Regions from separate parts of the Mus musculus genome. Here region 1 is linked to region 2. The links are chromatin contacts, called in public promoter capture Hi-C maps. All regions are on one chromosome and are shown on one strand. Each heading gives the region's core, a stretch centred on a gene start, on an enhancer-like site or on the middle of the called end of the contact. The rest is flanking DNA. Distances are from core to core; before and after follow the strand shown.

The links. Promoter capture Hi-C pulls out the DNA fragments that hold promoters and counts their contacts.
Region 1: a contact with region 2 is called in a promoter capture Hi-C map of 3T3-L1-derived adipocytes, with 2.3 times the contacts expected there. The contact joins the enhancer-like site here to the promoter of Ptpn22 in region 2. A contact is called at or near these places in 2 of 39 promoter capture datasets (3T3-L1-derived adipocytes and the C10 cell line), 7 of 484 Hi-C or Micro-C datasets (CD8 T cells, the HL-1 cell line, the P5424 cell line and 4 more) and 1 of 9 other capture datasets (liver).

The regions. Positions count from the first base shown.
Region 1 is chr3:103,999,290-104,004,635 of GRCm38.p6, reverse strand. Phtf1 (putative homeodomain transcription factor 1) reads right to left here. Exons shown (of 19, transcript NM_013629.2): 15 at 5,279-5,346; 16 at 1,034-1,189; 17 at 154-249. Among named protein-coding and RNA genes, the nearest start is that of Phtf1os, 34 kb to the right of the region's middle. Within about 2 kb of position 2,120, at least 5 of the 459 cell types and tissues checked have an H3K27ac peak or open chromatin away from gene starts, as enhancers often do. A contact at or near this core is called in 3T3-L1-derived adipocytes, where this site is marked.
Region 2 is chr3:103,858,079-103,863,969 of GRCm38.p6, reverse strand. Ptpn22 (protein tyrosine phosphatase, non-receptor type 22 (lymphoid)) reads right to left here and starts at 3,693. Exons shown (of 21, transcript NM_008979.2): 1 at 3,480-3,693. The coding sequence starts at 3,566.

The DNA of each region.
Region 1 (5,346 bases), core at 871-3,370, 140 kb before region 2:
GACTAGGCATCCCAGCATGGAAATGGAAGCCACTCTCCCTAAGTTCCTTCTAGAAGCTTCTGACAGCTCTGGTCTGTCCAGCCATGACTCCATCTGCCCTTTGCTTTTCTAAGAACTCATACTATAGAGCGTGTGCAGGGGAGGCCCGCTTACCTTTAACAGCTTTGTGGACAGCTTCAATACATTATTCACTAGCGTGAGCTGTTCTTTCTTATTTGGCTTTTTTTCCATTTTAAGATATAAATTAATCTAAGAGAAAGAAAAAAGAATAAGGTAAATTTTACAGAAAAAAATACACATTGCATAAAACCTGGCAGATTTTGAGGATCATTGTTTCAAGTAAATTATGTCCAGGATCTACGGCCTCGGCATCTAGGATGCATGGCGTCTTCCCCATCGTTTACCTCTGTGGTAAAGAAAAGCTACTTAGAGAAAACAAAACAACATCTGATAAAACAATTTATCAAAATAATAAAAAATTCTAGTTGTAACATAATCAGCATACAAATTCCTTGAATTCAAACATTATGTCTCACTCTTACCAATCTCCCCCAAGTAATATAGTATCTTCAAGAAGCATTTATGGATAGAGAAAAAGAGATAGCTGTTTTAACTTAGTAACTCCTTATTTTTCCCCTATAGGAACAATTATCCACTATGACTCTAAGGCCAAAAAATAATAAAAAACAACAAATTATCTCAAGTGTGTTTACTTAATGTTTATGGAAAACTTGAACTTAAAATCAAAATTAACAGAAAATGCATTATTATCACTCCACATCCATAAGAAACACCTGTCAATCTTAGTATGTATTTACATGTTCCCTTATTAACAACAACAACAAAAATCCCTCTATAGTATAGCAAAGTACTCTCAACCCATTAGCTCATTCTCCCAGCCCTAGGCAGAAGACAGAGGTGTTACACTCATTTTAGATGCAGGAGAAAGATAATTACAGAGTGGCAAAAGATGTAAGGTCACAGTTAAGAACTCGGCCCAGTCCTCTAGCACACTGCTGGGACCTATCAGTACCTGTTCAGTGAGCAGGATGGAAACATTGCTGTACTTCTTGTTGGTTTCTGACCCCAGTGAGGCCAGGCGAAGCAAAAACAGCAGCAATGCTGTTTCCCAGATCAAGAACTCCCAGTTGTAAGCATCATTCAGGAATGTCTTGTGACCTTGAAGAACCTACCAAAGGACCAGAAAAAGTTCAATAGTTGTCTTTTTTTTGAAATTAATCATTTTATTCACTTACATTTCAAATTATAACCCCCTTCTCAGTTACCCCTCCACCACTCCCCGTCCCATCCTCCCTCTCCCTCCTCCCCTTTGCCTCTATGAAGGTGCTCCTCCACCCACTCTCAATGGTTATCTTAATATCACTGAATTATTCCTGTGTTAATTTTAAAACATTACTAGCAATCTACAGTTTCCTCAAAGGACAAGAGCTGAATGTTCATAAGGTACCTCCAAGTTTCCTATATTGGTTCTTGTACATGAAAGACTGCAGGGGTCTCCAAGGGACAAGGTAGGAAACAAGGAATTCCAGCTCCCTGAGTCACTGGTGGTTACAGGCACAAGGTGACCACTGCTGCTCCAACTTCACCCGTCTAAGGCCCTCAAGCCAGTCTGAGTAGAGCCCTGAAGGCCTGGTGGCTCTATTCCATTTTAGGATTCAAATAACAGCATGGGAGCGTGGCTGCACTGAGGGCCTACTGTGTGTCTTAAGGTTTTACTTTAAAACTTACTGACTTAAAAGTAAAGAACTTCACTCAAGAAAGCCCAAGAAAGTTAGGTATTTCTTGAGAAAGTCTGTAAAGAGCTCTTGAGGAAGCCAAGTGCCAACCTTGTAATATGCAGGAAGTCGCTGAGACCCTTCCTTCCCTTCCCCCATGACTACCTCTATGGCTTCACAGGACCCTGTGAGCTTCAACTCCCACCAGCCTTGGTTTGAAATGATACCCTTGGCTGCAAGGACCCTTCTTCTCCAAAACCTGTCACTAATATCTCAGCTTCTTAGCCCTGGGTTCTGAAAGAGCAAAGCTCTTTAGCTCAGTCTGGGTAGGGGTCACCGTGGTCAAGTAGCTATAACCAGGATGAGGAAAGCCCCAGCTGGCAGCAGCTAGTGAACCTTTCAGAAAGGCAGTCCTTACACAATTCCACAAATTACAGCAGTATCACAGCCTACAAAACAAAACCCCTCTGACTCTTAAGCCAGAGAAAAAGGTTATTTTTTATAAAGCAACAGTGAGACTAACAACAACTTCACAAGATAAAATATGGAAATACAGAAACAGCAGAGCTAGGTGTGGCAGCATAAGCCTAGAATCAGAGGCAGGTGGGTCTCGGTGAGTTCAAGACCAGCCTTAACCTGCAGAGAGAGTTTCAAACCAGCAACGACTAAATAATGAGATCATGTCTCAAAGAAAAAAAAGAAATGGATAACAGAATCCCAGACGTACTGAAGAGAAAACACTTTAGGGAGAGGGAACTTATAGAGCCCACCTCCAGCAAGGAGACAGGACATCAAGTGAGGGATGGGGTTGCCATCCCAGTCACAACTTTACCCATAACTGTTCCTGTCTGAAAGAATTACAGGAATGGAAATGGAGAGGAGCCTGAGGAAAAAAAGGTCCAGCAATAGGCCCAAAGTGGGATCCAGCTCAATGGGAGGTCCCAAGGCCTGACACTATTACTGAGGCTATGGAGAGTTCACAAAATCTATCATGACTGCCCTCCGAAAGACCCAACAAGCCGCTGAAAGAGTCAGATGCAGACATTTGCACCCAACCAATGGACAGAAGCAGCTGACCTGTTGTTGAACTAGGGAAGGCTGAAAGAAGCTGAGGAGAAAGGCAGTCCTATACAAGGACCAGCAGACTCAATTAATCTGGGCCCCCAAGATCTCTCAGTCACTGGACCACCAAACAGCATATAGCACCTGATATGAGGTCCCAACACACATACAGTAGAGGACTGCCGAGGCTGTGTTCATTCAGAGATGATGCACCTAACCCTCAAGAGACTTGAAGCCCCAGGGAGTTTAAAGGACAGGTGGGATGGGAATGGGGGCATCCACATGGAGACAGGGGGGTGGGGAGAAGGTAGGGGATGTGGAACAATCAGAGGGTGGATGCAGGGGAGGATAAAATATGGAAAAATTAATTAAAAAATAAAATTGAAAAAAAAAGAAAAGAAAAGAGAACACAACTAGTGGGCAACCTAGGGTTGGTTCTATTCCCACCAAACAATATTCTTCAAAAAATAACTGAGCTGGTAGTGGGACACCCATCTATAACCCCAGCACTCGGGGAGTGAGGCAGGAGGATCAGAAGTGATGATCATCCCTGTCTACACAGTGAACTGGAAGGCATCCAGGACTACATGAGACCCTGGCTAAAAATCTAAAAGAAAAAAGACATTTCAAATGAGCAAAATGGGAAAGAAGTCATCCACAGCAGAGCAGCACGAACTGAATAGGAAAAGAGGTGACCAGGGAGGGTCAGATGCAGAGCAACGGATGTATCGGAGAAGTAGCCAGCTACATAATGTAATGACTACACCTTGGATCTTAAATTTAAATGTATAAATTGTAATACACAAAGGAACAGGTAAATGAAATAAAGTATACTAAATCTTATAGTGGTTGAGAACACTGGGTGCGCTTTTAGAGGACGGGGTTCAATTCATAGCACCACCGAGCATCTCACCACTGTCTATAATTCCAATTCCAAGAGATCCAATGCCCTCCCTCTCTGGGACTCCAGAAGTGATATACAAACACTCATATACATAAAGTAAATCTTTTTAAAAAAAAAAAAAACATGTCATTACCAAGGAAGCTAAGAATTAGACTATACTAAACCAACCATTTCATTAGACTTCACACTTAGCTCATTTCTGAGGTCATCACTCAGACAATATTGACAAATGTATAAGTAAACAGAAGACTAAATGGAATATTAGGAAAAAGATGAGAGACAGAAAAGAAAAACAGGTGAGCCAAACAGGAAGCTACAGCATTTGTAGTAATAGTAATTATTGTGCATTTAAATAAGTAAGGCAGTCCAAAACTAAGACTATGAGGTTGGATAAAAACCAGGTAACCCAGGGCTGGCAAGGTAGCTTACCTGCTACTAGGCCTGGGGACCCACACATCCCCGGCTATACACATCACACTACATGTAGTTAAGGATGGCCTCTCTGAACTCCTGATCCTTCTGCCTTCCTCTTTCAACTGCTGGGGTTATAGACATCTGCCACCATTTGGGGCTATCCCAGGTTACATCATGAGATTGTGTCTCAAGCAAACAAGCAAACAAAAATACTTTAAGTATTTTTAAGTTGACAACAAACAACTTCACAATCGTGATGGATTTAAGTATACTTCCATCAAGAGCAAAAAGCAACCCAAACTGGTCATGTGACTTGTGCAATACAATTACAACACCAGAGAACATTGGTCTCAGCAATAGCAGACACAATCCAAAGTGCTAATGGTTAATTTAATAAAACCGGTGAGCAATGCCAGGGACTAAAGGAAGCTTCTACCCATTTCAAAGGACTGAAAACAGTCAAGTCTGTACTCTGACCACTACAGTTAACACTCAAATGGGAAGATGTGCACTGAGCATGTAACTTCCTTTTTGTTGTTATTTTTTTTTCGAGACAGGGTTTCTCTGTGCAGCCCTGGCTGTCCTGGAACTCACTTTATAGACCAGGCTGGTGTCAAACTTGCCTCTGCCTCCAAAGTGCTGAGATTAAAGGTATGTGCCACCATGTCCAGCAAATCTTAACTTCTTACAATAAGAATAAAAATGATTTTAAAAGAAGATAAAGGAGGATATCGATAGGACGCAGCCCTCAAAGGGGTCCACACCAGTCAAACATGGAACAATTTAGACCTCAAAACAAGCAGATAGCAGATTGTACTCCACCAGGCAAACAGATGAATAGTAATGAATAAGAAAGTTCTCCCCAAGTATCGAGCTAACAGCGCTGAAGAAAGCATGTGTCGAATCCCCACTTACGACTATCAGACTGTGACAGCTTTCAGTCAAAAACTGCCATCTTAACTAATTTTGAAAATCTAGGAATTGTCAAGGACATCAACATTCTCACTTCAAAAAGATAATATGTATATAGCAGGTATCCAAAATAGTAAAAGGAATGGAGACACATTTAAAATACACGAGTGAGCGCACCGCAACCTGTTATAAAGCCAAGTGGGCACTGCCTAGAATTCTCCCTTCCATTAAAAGAGATGTGAAACTTTACCTGTGCACAACAAATGAAAGCAATTGAAAGTGTCAGTAAGAAGACGGAGGACACAACCACGTCCACTG
Region 2 (5,891 bases), core at 2,444-4,943:
TCTCTGTCTCTCTCTCTCTCTCACACACACACACGCACACGTGCACAGGTGCGCCCCCACTGCACAGAGAGCCCCTGGGTGTTCTTCCTAATAATAATACCCTGACCTCCTACCTCTACAAAAAGATAGAAGCCAACACTATCAGAACAGTTTGGGTTTTTTTTTTTTTCTGCATTGCTTTATTTATTATACTAAACAGGAGTTTTAAAATCTGTTTTTTGAACTATATGCAGACGAAATTGTGTCAAGTGTCTTGTGTCTTATTTGCAAAGCTAATCAATTTTGTTGCTTGTAGCTGGATCTCAGGTTTTTTTCTGACATACACGTTTTTAAAAATATAAAAAGAAGGAAGGGTCTGGAAAGATGGCTCAGTAGATGGCTCTCTTGCTGTGTTTGCTGAGGTCCCACTTGCTGTGTTTGCTGAGGTCCCAGAGTCAGTTCTCAGCATCCACCCAGTGGCTCACAACCCCCTGTAACACCAGTTCCCAGGGATCCAACTCCATCTTCTGGCTTCCACAGGCACTGGGCAGGCACTAAATGCATAATATATAAATGCCGGCAAAACAACACATATACACACACCAAATACAAATCTTTCTTTAAAGGAGCAGGGTGTGCTTGATGGTACACGCCTTTACTTCTGTTACATAGGAGGCAGACAGACTTCTGAGAGTCTGAGGCCACCCTGGTCTACATAGTGAATCCCAGTGCAGTGAGAGCTGCATAACGAAACAACAATAAAAACTTAACAACGACAAAGAAGTCAGGACTGAAATCTGAGTTAAGGAACCTTTTGGTTTTGTTTCTTGGTTTGTTTGTTTGTTTGTTTTGTGGGGGGAGTTGTTGCACAGAAAATCTACATTTAAGTATAAATGCTGTATCATACTAGCCACTAAGGCTGCTAGCAGTGCCTTTACGTCATAAAGTTCATTCTGAAATCTCACAAACATCAAGAACTTCAGGTGGACTGTGGGCAGAAGTCAAGTGGAAACCTTCCAGTTGGATGGCAGTATTTCCCTGGGCCAACAGCTCCTCTCCCAAAGCTATTTTTCTGGTGTCTCAGTTGAACCTTTAGGTGGGGCTGAGGGTGAAACTCTTGTTTTTCCACTGGAGGACGTGAGTCAGTGAACAGTGAGGTTCCACTTAATCACCACCCAAAAGAAGGTTCTTAAGTATAAGGAGCCAGAAGGGCAAGGAGATGATTAATATAAACCCAGGACAGTGATTTACCCGGGTGGGATGGGGTGGAGGAATGGGGTGGGGTGGGGTGGGGTGGGTGGGTGGAGAGGCCAGTTGTGGAAGGGACAGTAGGGAATCTCTCCAAGTTAGACAGTGCTATATTTTTTGATCTGTGCAGTAACCGCATTAGCACTGGTTCCTTTATAACTATATTCACATGTTTTGTGTAGTTTTTCTAAATATATATTTTAGTTCACAATTATAAGCAGCTAACAAAATACAAGCTATAAAAAAGTTCTTAAGCTGAGAAAAATATGACCAGATTTATGTAATTAAAAGAGCACTTTGGAGCCTGGCATGGTGGTGTACACCATTGTACACCTTTCATCTCAGCACTCAGGAAACAGAAGGTGGATCTCTGAGTTCAAGGCTAGTCTCGTCTATACAGTGAGTTCCAGCCCAGCTATGGCTACATAGTGAGTCCTTGTCTAAGAAAATTAAGGTGGGACAAGGCTAGAAACAGAGAAAGCAGTCAGGAGGTGGCAGCCAGTTTGGTAAGAGACTATAACGACCTCTACGAGTGGTTAAAATATTAGAGATATAGTCTGCTCTGTTTTGAAAAATACAACCCAAGTAAGACAAAGATGTCACTACCTCTCAGCTCACGTCCCCTCTATATCTTAATAAATTGCCTTAAGAATGTCTCAGTGATACAGTCAAAAGGCATGCTTGGATCTAAGTAGACACATAGGCAACTCTACCCTGTGCCTAAACTACCCTGAGAACTTGTGGCAGAAAGAAAATATTTAAGTGACACCATAAGCTGGCATAATATCTTAGCCTCAAAGTTGGGCCACTATATACTAGCCTGCTGTGCTATCTAATAGTGATATCTGTTCAGTGAAAACATCATGGATAGTTTTCTCTTCTAATATCTGGTGCCAGAACGCTAGTTCTGGAAGGCAAAGACATTTTGTTTACTATTGTATCTTAGTGTGAAGAAACAAAGTTGGTACATAGTAAGTGCTCCTAAATGATCCCTTTTCTGAGACACGGTCCCTCTCAGTCGCCTGGGCGAGCCTTGAACTCAAGATTTAACCCACCTCAGCCTTCCAAGTAACTGGGTCTCTGGGTGCCTCCAAAACACCTTGTTCTCATTTAATTATTATAATTAATGATATAATCATCACAATAATCCAAAATGAGATAGATAGGACATAAATTATTATCCTCATTTTTTTAACCTAGAAAACAAAGAGTTAGGGTGATTTGGGAACACGTTAAATATTTGATAATTTGAATGATGACCATGTCGATGTTCTTTATTTTTCTCAATTCAAAGCTGAAGGGCTAAGGCTTAACATTCTTACAGTTCTGAAATACCAATTAGAAGCTTTTAGAACACAGCAGGTTGGTGTGGTCGTACATGCCTTTGATCCCAGTGAGGCAGAGGCAGGAGGATCTTTTAAGTTCAAGGCCAAACCTGATCTACATAGTGAGCTCTAGGCCAGACAGAGCTACATACTGATACAAACAAACAAACAAACAAACAAACACTAAGCAAAAACCAAAAGCATGACAGGTGTGTCAAATACCATGTTATCTGATGTGCCTGACAGGGATGGAAAATGGGCCGCCCAGCTTTTGTTACACTGTTAACTATGGCTCCCTCTAAGTGGATTTGAGTTCTGGATAATCAAGTCCACCTGCTCCCAGGCTACCTTGCTCTCCATGTCTCTCACGTGTCTCTACTCCCCACTCTCCCTAGCCCACTTCTCCAGACAATATAAGTTAAAGAAGCCCAGCTATTGTTAAAAAGGAAAATGCCTATTCTAATAATCAACTTGTTTTCAAAGGGATAGGAGAAAAAGTGGCAAAATGAGAGTTTTTGGTGTTTTTCAAACCCCTGTTATCCCAATGATAGCCTATAGGGAAGCTAAAAATAACACGTAACATGAAAAGCTACTCTTATTAGTAATCTGAAGCATATGTCACAATGCAAATGCTTTCTGCAGATGTTCAGAAAGCATTAATATCCATACACCTGTCTATACCTTCTGTAGGACCATTAAGCTCAAAAGAACAAGCAAACCCAACATTAAAACCAGCCTACCTGGAGAAAACCCTGAGCACAGACACAACAAAGCCCAGAGAGGTTATGTTCTTAGGTCGCCTTCCTCCCTTCCACTCCAAACTCCATGGTCGTGTTATCCCTACAGCAATTGCGTCTAGGCAAACTGGGCCACCACAGACTGCTACACAGTTTATCTAAGAACTCTTCAGAGCATTCCAGAACTCACCAGAAATTCACTGGCAAACTCCTCACTGTTGAGTTTCTTTTTCTGGGCTTCTTTCAGTAGTTGCTGCAGAATTTCTCTTTGGTCCATGCCGCAGAGCAAGAGTCTGTGAGTAGGTTAAGGGAGGGCATGTCAAATATGTGTCATGGCCAAGGCAGCACCAAGAAGCCACTGCTGCTGCAGGAGCACAGCGTGCTGGAGGCTGTGGTTTACTGACTTCATCACAAGCCCTAGAGGAAATTAGTACAAAACTAGCTTCTGTGGTCACACAACAAAGCCATCATCTCCCTGCAGGGCCCTAGCGCCTTCCTTTCTCAACAAAGAAACTTGGCTACTGTTCAAATGTAACAAACAAGAGGCTAACCAGAACACAAACTGTGGTCTGCTTAGCTCAGAGACTGTTCCACGCTGTCAGTCTCAGACAGCACTCAGTTCTTCCATTCCCAGAAGAAAGGCAGAAAGTACAGCACTAACCTGTGAGTTCAGCTTTTCACATCCCAGTGAGCAGAAAGGCCTGGGTGACGCCCACCTATGCCCTGCTGCAGGAGAGGAGACAAACACTGGAGTTACCTATCTCCGACCCGGACCATTATCCCCAAAGTCTCCTATAGATATGATCATGGCAGACCTCTGCTCATCAAGCGGGCATTTTGTTTCAGAATTTGTCAAGCTTCCATTATAAACCTCACGTTTTTCTTTTAGAGGAAGCAAAGTCCACTGCTTCTGATGGTCCATCTCACCCGTGACTGGGGAAGTACTGGCCCTCATTAAGGGAAGTGTTGGTCTCTGTACTTCTTCAGACCTCCAGTAGCTTTGCAAACACTGAGAGTACAGCTCTACACAGGATGGGAAGCACCGGGGAGGCAGTTAGCACAATATCCCCAGAACGCACTGCTAGCAAACAGCGAAAGGACAAAACGGAACTAAAGCTAAAATATTGCTTGCTGAGAACCATACAGATTCTATCTAGGTCAGCCTGTCTGGAGAGAATTGAGGAGAGGTGGTGCAGTCCCAGCTCCTCAGGACTGTCCCCAGCTGCAAGATCACTTGAGTCTCAGAGTTTGAGACACCTGAGAAACAAAGTGAGCGCTCTCTCTCTCTCTCTCTCTCTCTCTCTCAGAAGGGGAGGGAGGAAGAATGAAAGAGGCTGAAGAATTCATGAAGACATGTTGACATTTTGATCCTACAGAGCCTATCTCAGAAAAGATCGCGTTTCAGGGAGCCGTCCACATCTGTGGTATCAGTGCCTTAACAAGGCAGGTTATTCCAGAGAATGCTTCCACATCTCCGTTTGCATAAATCCTCTCTTCGATGGGCACAAATCCACTCAAGATCTAATTCAGTGTGAAAACCCTTGCAAATGAGGAAGTTCAGTAAACAGAATGTTACAAAATTAGTTTCAAGTTAAAAAAAAAAACTGGGAAAGGTGTAGTTTGGACTTCCTCTATTAAGATATTAGCAACCCTTTCTGGTTTTACACTATTCAAACTCCCTTCAGAAAATCATGATTTTGAACACAAAACACGCTGCACCCTCTTCATTGAACCCTTGGCAGGCAATTTGAAGTTAGTATTTCACATAAAGAATTTCAAATGTAGTTCACACAAATTAAAATGAACCATAATTCTTCAGCAATATTTCCTGAGACTAAAACAAATCTCTGAGATTATCCTTGTCTAGCAACAACAGGAAATTTCTTGCTACTCTAAATGATGCAATATTTGACTATTTTAAAACATACAAAATATGGGGAAGCTTTATTTTTAAAAAGAATACAACATTCTTCAGGGTATAATGGAATATACTTGTAACACTAGCACTGAGGAGGCTCAGATAGGAGAATGGTTACAAAGTGCAGGCCTATCTGAACTATATATAGCAAGACACTGTCTCAAAAGTTAAATACTTTAAAAATCCTAAGTTAACTATAAATAAAATTATATGAAAATATGAAATTTAAGCCAGACTCAGAAAGGCAAGTATTACATGTTTTTTCCCCTTAAACAGAGAATCTAGATTTAAGTGTGTGTGTGTGTGTGTGTGTGTGTGTGTGTGTGTGTGTGTGTGTGTGTAGGCCATAAAAATAGAAAGAGGAACATTATTATCATACATTAGTCACACATAATGGATTACATGACATTTTCATATTGTAGTTAATGCATTCCGATTACACTACGCATTCAGTCTTACCCTCTCTTCTCTTCACACCTAACCCCTCTCCTCTTGCCAACCATCTCCTGCCTCCCACTTTCATGTCTTTTTTAGTTTTCAATCCCAGTGAGCTTCATTAGGGTAGTTTAGGGGAGCATGCATAGCTTACCAGAGTCTCACACTGAAGATGACTTCTCTCCCTTCCCTGCCAACCATTACCGGCATAGAGATCTTCAGGCTGGGGTGGGACTCCATGAATCCCTT